2 separate regions of the Mus musculus genome follow, and region 1 is linked to region 2. A link is a contact called in public targeted proximity ligation data. All regions are on one chromosome and are shown on one strand. The core of a region is the stretch at or near the end of the contact, and the rest is flanking DNA. Distances in the headings are between cores, read along the strand shown. Region 1 overlaps Tjp2 (tight junction protein 2). Region 2 overlaps Fam189a2 (family with sequence similarity 189, member A2).

Evidence for each region.
Region 1: a targeted proximity ligation map of extraembryonic endoderm stem cells shows a contact between it and region 2. A contact is called at or near these places in 4 of 130 datasets of targeted methods (bone marrow-derived macrophages, embryonic stem cells, extraembryonic endoderm stem cells and 1 more) and 2 of 9 other capture datasets (adipose tissue and pancreatic islet).

What each region holds. Positions count from the first base shown.
Region 1 is chr19:24,157,991-24,161,864 of GRCm38.p6, forward strand. The region is part of intron 2 of Tjp2 (tight junction protein 2); the gene reads right to left. Among named protein-coding and RNA genes, the nearest start is that of Tjp2, 65 kb to the right of the region's middle.
Region 2 is chr19:24,015,523-24,019,659 of GRCm38.p6, forward strand. The region is part of intron 2 of Fam189a2 (family with sequence similarity 189, member A2); the gene reads right to left. Among named protein-coding and RNA genes, the nearest start is that of Fam189a2, 13 kb to the right of the region's middle.

The DNA.
Region 1 (3,874 bases), core at 1,306-3,805, 140 kb after region 2:
GCCCAGCACGCGGAAGTTCTAGGCTATCCTCAGCTACAAAGTTTGGGGCCCTCCTGAGATCCTGAGATGGGAGGAAGGGGAGACCTGCATTAAATATGTTTACAATTTATAGGCTACATTCACAGGTGCCCTGGGCTGAAGGCTCAGCGTGCTAGAAGGCCTTCTCCTCTTGCTCGCTTCCAGTCTGAGGTAAGACACAGAAGCTGGCGGAATCAAGATTACCTGCAGGTTTCAAATGGACTGGGGCTCACATTTCTTCCCCGGAACATACATCAAGTACGTGCTCACTGTTTCTGAGCCCTGGTCTCCTAGCTTATAAAATGAATACAACGCCTCCTTCCCAACTGTCCAGAAAACTTCAGTGAGCTTTATACCCAGGGCCTACCATTACTAAACCCTGAGACCTCCTGCCCCAGCTTCCCCCAGAAAAAAAAACACGCAACCAAACGCAGTGTGAGAGCACTAGGCCAGAGCGGCGCCTCACCCTGTCCTGTGGGTATCTGATGAGGCATCTCATTCAGAGCTCTGTCCAAGGCTTGGAAGCTGAGCTGAAATGAACCTGTCCCCAGTGAACACCGCAGCATCAGTGAAAACCAGGACATGGACTCCGAGCCATCTGCAAGCTTCACTCAGGAGCATCTTAGACTTGTCACTCCAAAGGTGCCTTCTGCAAGGTGCTTCTCAGGGTGGGTGGATGTGGGGGGAGGGCACTGACCTGCATCCCGGCCATAATCATATATATATATATATATATATATATATATATACACACACACACACACACACACACATATGTATGCGTGTGCGTACATATTTATATACATAAACATGTATGCCATAAACATGCCTTCCTATTAATCTAAAAGAGAGAAGGGAAGAGATGCTGAAGCAGGAAAGTAGGGAGGAGCAGGGAGGAGTGCAAGAAGTCCCAGTCCTTAGGATCCAGGTTCTCCTTTCTCTTCTTTGCATATTCTTTCATTCCCCGAGCAGTAACGTCTGCCCCAAGCTGCCTCCGATAGGATTATATATCCAGTATGGTTCAGACTGGGACTAGAAGGATGGACTGGAGAGGTGGCTCATTAGTTAAGAGCACTGGCTGCTCTTACAAAGGACTTAGGTTCAGTGCTCAACACCCACATGGCTGCCCACAACCACCTGTATCTTCAGTCCCAGGGGATCCAACACCCTCTTCTGACTTGTGTGCACAGACTTCTGGACACATGTTGGTACATATACCTATACTCAGGCACACACGTGTACACATAAAAAAAAAAAAAAAAAAACTCTCTGATCTTCTGATTATATACACACATTTCAAAGGATACTTGGGTTTCTATTTTTGAGGACATTTTTGTAAGCCCACCATTTCAAAGAGCAAGTTATAGTCAACTTCTCCACAATCAAAGGGCCTCTGCTGTTTACACCGTGAATGATAGTAGCCAGGTGGGAACAATCAAGACCAGGGACAGACAGGGATGTCAGCTTCCCAGCGTATAACATTTGTCAATCCATAAATCACTATCCTAAGAATGAAGCCAAAGGCGTACGGCTGGGAACTGTCGGGCGGGATGTGCTACCGTTGTGTCCTTAGGACAGTTCATTGCCAGGTCATGATCCAACTGAACCAGCCCTGACATTTAAGTCTTCAAATTACACTCCAGATGAAGGGGGGGGGGGGGGGGGCACGACACAGTGCAGCGGTGATTTAGAGCTGAGGAACCCCCCCCCCCACTGCTAATGCATTTAATTAACAAGTCATCTCCATCCCATCTCTCCAGCCTGAGTTGTCTTAGTGAGGGTCGGAACCCACACTAGATGGATGTTCTTTGCTCTTTCCTATTCAGAAGCCCGAGGGACGTGCCTGGTGCTACCCAGATGACAAGAGAGTCCTCTCTGCCAAGAGCGTGGAACTCAAGCATGACCTCCTGTGTTTGCCTTAGAAGTCAATCACAAACACGACACTTAGAAACTTGGCAATGCCCAAGCTAAATTTATTTTTAACCCAGTTCTGCTTGACCATCTTTTTCAGCAGAAAAGCCCAGTGAGAAATTTATCTTCGAACAGCAGATGCCTCGTTCCGGCCAGAGAACAAGTTGCGGAGGAAGACTGTCAGCTGCCTTTCTGAAGTTCCTGACTTTTGTGTGGCAAAGACCAGTCAACTCCAGAAATTGACTTAAAATAAATAAATGAAGATAAAAATAAATACTGTACTATACAAAAAAATACATAAAGCAACAGGACAGATCCCTCTTCAAGTTATAACACTAAGCCTAAATATTTATAGATATCTAGGGAGGGAGGGAAGGAGAGAGAGAGAGAGAGAGAGAATATGAATGAATACATATTCATGTGTATGTGCAGGGAGCTACAGGTGGAAATAGGTAGTCAATGTTTCCCTACCATGCATGAGGCCCTGGGTCTCATCCCCAGCAAAAAATAAAACACACGCGGGCACACACACACATACACATATATTTAAGCTCCAGCACAAGGAGGGCTGCTGAGGGAGTGAATTAGGTCACTCCCCAGAAGTTTCCCTGCAGCTCCGTTTTCTAAGCTCACACAGTGGGACCCTTTGTTCATTGTCTCAGACACTGTAAACTGTTTGCACATCTATTGTGAGCTCTGGCTGACTCCAAGTCTGGAGTTGGGGGGTTGGGGGGGGGGGATAAAATGGATTCTGTGAATATAGTTCTGGTACTTTCAAATCCACACAAGCTCTGCAAATAGGCAGCTCCAGCTACTCCAGGGTAGGAGCTCAGTCACGGGTCCTGGGCTTCCCAGTGCAGTCGCTTACAAGTCTACTCTCCGCGTAGCGCTTCCAGTTTCTCGGAGAAGCAGTACTGTGCGGCCAGGAGCCTCAAATGGTATTTGGTGAATCAAATACCATTTGGTATTTGGTGGCCACTGTTTCCCCGCTAACAATTAGTAACAGTAATAGACAGTCAGGGTAGAGTGGGTTGGAGTGGTAGAGAAGATAATTTGAATGAAGGAGAAAAAATTCACCAATATTCCAAAGTTAGGGGGGAAAAGAAACAAGTCAAGTTTTCCCCAGGGGTGACAGCGGGCATTGTCAATGGGGCTAAAGATTTTTAAAGCTAACATTTTAAAAAACTTAAGATTTTATAAAACAAACGCAAATGGCTGAGATCACTACTGCCCACAGTTTTGACGGACTATTCGGTCAGCATGAGATATGAAGCACAAACTGGGATAAATATAATCTCTGTCCATTTCATTTGACAAAATTCAAAAGAAGTGAAAGATGAGTAGGGCTCATTATAAAAAAAATCAGATTTATATACTTATACAATCAGATGAGAAGGATGTCTAAGACAACGTACTCACTGGGGTTGATAAGTAACTCATCAAAGAATTAAGTTAACGGAATTAAGCCATCTTCTATTCATTAACTTGTAAATTTGAAAATCATTATTCTTTGGTCTCCCTTGATAGCCTAAGATTGCTAGGTAGCCCAGGCTAGCCTCAAGCTCTTAATTCTCCTGTTTTAGCTTTCCCAAGTGCTGATATTGCAAGACTGATACCACAGCTATCTGGTTTTCTTTTTTTTTTCCATTTCTGGGGAGTGAATCCAGGACCTAGAACACGCTAGGCAGGTGTTCCACCAGTAAGCAACACCCTTTGGCCTTGGAGTGTAACTCTGCAAGCTTATTCCTCCTATAGCAGAGCCAGAAATGGTGGCACTTGCCTGTGGTCCCTAACAGAATTTGAGACCAGTCTAGATAAGCAATATAGTGTGATGGGAAGCAGGAAACAGAGCTAAACCTCAGGATGCAGGCCCTTCCAAAGGTAAGATACCTTATGGAGAAGGTAGCTGTTACCGGTCACCTGGGCTGTATCAGGTGACTGACTA
Region 2 (4,137 bases), core at 254-2,753:
CAAGATGTCTTTGAATGCAGCAGCCTACATGGGGCCAAAGAGCCCCACGGCCCATCTCATTTGTATGCAGAGAATCCTCAATTGCATGTGCTGGTTTAGACTCCAGTTCTTCAGGGCCTCAGGAAGCGTGACTCTCTAGTTAATCAATCTTGAAGGTTAGTCCTCAAACAAAGCATGTTAGTCTCCCATGATTCTCTCAACAGATGAAGGGCCCCCGGGTCTCTAAGTGCTGGGAAACAGAGCCAGATCCCTGGCCTACCTTATGTAGAGTAAATGAAGGGAGGAATGTATAGTATAGTTAAGCCATTTTGTTCTAACCATTCTAATGAAGCTGGCACAATCAAAGAATCGTTTTTAAGTAGCCACCGTAGTTACCATTTCTTGTCCTCGCTGTGAGGTATAATTTAGGACACCTACAAGTAAGAATGAACAAATGGAACCGGCCGTGCATAGTGGCACAGGCCTTTAATCCCAGCACACAGAAGGCAGAAGCAGGCAGATCTCTGTGAGTTCAAGGCCATCCAGTTTACATGGTGAGTTCCAAGGCCACCAGGGTTATATAATGAGACCTGTTCAAATAAAATAAAATAACTACATGGAATCCGAGATATACATTTGTTTGTTTGTTTGTTTGTTTATTTGTTTGTTTGTTGGGGGCATGCCACAGCATGCATCTGGAGGTCAGAGTGCAACTTGTAAGAGTCTGTTCTTTCCTTCTGCCATGAGTCCTGGGGATCGAGTCAGGCCATCAGGCTAGAACCATCACCCTGGCCCTGAGCCTTTGTTTGTTACATTGATGACAGAGCTTCCTTTACACCAGTATGCGGGTCACATGCACCCCACCTACTCCACACTGACAAGAAAGTAGCATCAGTTCCAACTACCACTTCATGAGCAACCAAAACTCTACTGGGCAGCTGGATGTTCATGGCGGTGATTCTTACTAACGCACTACCGAGGAAAAGCATGTAATTAAGACAATTCTGTTTACTAACTGAGGTACCCATACATGACAATTTTCGAGGCCATCTCTGGAACAGAGTCTGATTTTTTTTTAAACAATTTCAAAACTTTTTGTTAAAATCCAAAAGGAATAAGAAGCAGAAAAATAAGAATATACTTTAAACATGGAAAATGTTAGCCTTTTGTGCAAAATACTTACTCTAGACTGCTACATACAGGCATATGCTTTACCCTAAGGACAACCACAAGTATTTAAAACCTATTCTCCAGCACTATCATTGTCCTGGGCATGGGAGTGCTCTGCTGATAGTAGCCAATGAATGAAGGTCTGGGTTTCCATGGAAACGTGAGTTTGAAGGAACTGGGACAAACTGACCCTCTTTTGTTCAAGCTGATCAACAACCTGAAGTAATCGCAGTCACAATCAGAAGAGGGCACACAAAAGGACTGCTCCTTACAAAGGAACACTCACATGTTCCAGGCTGGTGTGGACATAACTGGAAACGAGGACAGCTGGTCTCCCAAGGGGCTGGATGGGGGCCAATGGCCAGTCTTGCCCCAGCCTCCTCCACACAGCCACAGAAGCATAAGAGTGAACTGGCCCTAGAGCTGGAAGGGGAAGTGAAGAGCCTCCTGGGGAGACACACAGAACCCTAAGCAGCCAGTCCACAGGCTAAGCAGGCTGCCTCAATGCTCTTGGCTAGGTCACTACACTCTGGAAAGCAGGAAGCAGTCATTGGGGTAGCCAGGGAAAGTGCCTCCTCAGGGTGTGGCTGTGGCTGCTGAGCTGAGAGCCAAAGAAACCCACAGCCAAGCACTGGGCTAGGGGAAGAAAGACCTAGGCAAGCAATGCCCAGTATGTGAAGGGGGAGGTGAAGCCAGGAGGTGCCAAAGCTGGACAGCTAAACCCAGATCTGCAAAACAATGCCCCAGGTGCACTGAAGCATCCCTAAAATCCCAGTTCTGGGGCTCAGAGACAGGAGGGTGCAGAGAACAAGGCCAGCCTCAGTTACACATGGAGTTCAAAGTTGAGACTGTCTTGGAAAAAAAAAAAAAAAAAAGGCCCCACTGGTTTCTCTAATGCAACAAGGCCTCTTCCCTACATTGACCTCTGGCACATTCCAACACTCAGGAAGCAAGGGAGGGGAACCTGGGCAACACAGAAAGGAAGGAAAGGAGGGAGGGAGGGGTGCAATACACACCCAAGTGGGGGGAGGGGGAGGGGAGAGTTGAGCCTGTATTACGAAGTTATCTTCTCAAGGCAGGAAAACTAAGCTCCAAAAGGCAGACTTGTGTGGTTCAGAGGAAGAGCCAGGCACAGCTGAAAGGCACTGCCAGTTTCTTTCTACACACATTGTGTTCATTTCTTAAACTAATGTATTTGGTGCAGGGTGTGTGTGTGTGTGTGTGTGAGAGAGAGAGAGAGAGAGGGAGAGGGAGAGAGAGAGAGAGAGAGAGAGAGAGGAGACAGAGACAGAGAGAGATGTGTGTGTGTGTGCACATGTGTGCCTCCAGAGGACAAAGAGGACATCAGATCCTCTGAAGCTGGTGTTCCTGGCAGCTGTGAGCCACCTGGGAATTGAATCCTCTGCAAGAAACACTAAGCCATCTCTCATCTCTCAGCCGCTGCTTCGTTTGTTTGTGTTGGTTTTGTTGCGTAAGAAGAGGTCTTCTAAGTAGTACAGACTGGCCTTGAACTCTCCATGGTCAGCCTCAGCCTCCTAAATGCTGGTTTTACAGGCATGCATCACTACACCTGGCTATAATGCTGTCTTACTAAGATGCATATAAACCCATGTAGCATAGTGACTGAGACTTAACTTATGAGCTGACAGTCTCAGCCTTACCCAGTTGCAAGCCCTTATTTTAAGTTATAAAATCATATCACTTACTTTAAGTTAGATTAATATTTTACAACTAGTCTAGTTCGCTTGTTTCTCTGACAAAACGCTGACTGAAAACAACTAGAGGAAGAAAGCATTTATCTCAGCTCACAACTCTCAGGTCACACCCTATCACTGAGGGAAGTCAGGGCAGGAACCTGGAAGCAGGATTAGAGCAAAGCCCAGGAGGGAGTATTGCTTACTGGTTTGGTCTTCATGTCTTACTAAGCCTGCTTTCTATAGCACTCAGAACCACCTGCCCCCAGGGGTGGCACCGCCCACAGTGAGCTAACCCTCCCTCACCAGTCATCAATCAAGAAAATACCCCACAGACCATCTGAAGGACACATCTTCTCAATTCAATTTCCCTCTTTCCAGGCACCACTTGCTTATATCACATTGACAAAAACTAGCTGCCACAATGACACTCTCTATCCAATATTCTGCCACTACAACGTCACAGTTCGAACGCCTGGCCTTATGACAAAAGTTAATGATAGAAATACAGTAGCAGACTGCTCGGCAACAATGAGTGGCACATGCAGAAACAGTGTTACCTAATACTAATTTACAGTGACCTGAAAAGGTGGGACATGAGACAGTATATACATGCTGGTTATAACTTTTCTGGGTGTTATGCATGCTGCATGTTCTTCGTATGGCACATATGTGTGGGGCACGTGTGTGGATGTCAGTGCATGTATCCATGTATGTACATATGGAAGCCACAGCAGGACAGTGGGGACTTCCTCTGTTACTCACTGACGTAATGCCTTGACCAGGGACTCTCAGTGAACAAGAAGCTCATCATGTTGGTGAGGCTGTATTGGCCAATGGATTCACAGGATCTGCCTATATCTGGCCCTCAATGTTGGATTATAGGCAGGCACAGGCAGGCACAGCCATGCACAGCTTTTGTATGTGGTTACTAGATATTCAAAGGCAGGTCTTCATGACCACGCCAAGGCCCCTAAAATGGGTACAACTTTACAACAAACTATGTAAGTTACTTTTATTAATGTAATTTTCACCTACACTTGTTAATGCTCAAATGTGTGTGTGTGTGTGTGTGTGTGTGTGTGTGTGTGTGTGTATCACGAGTGTCCCAGAAGTGGGCTTTCCTGAACTCCATCCACTTTTTGTCACTTGGAAATCTTAGAATACAAACAGGAGATTTTCTTATCCTCATTCACCTTAATACCTTAATAAAGTATTAATAAAGTACTGACCAAATAGCCAACAATACCCCAAAGCCAGATACAAACAAAGAACGCCGTCCATCCACCCTCCT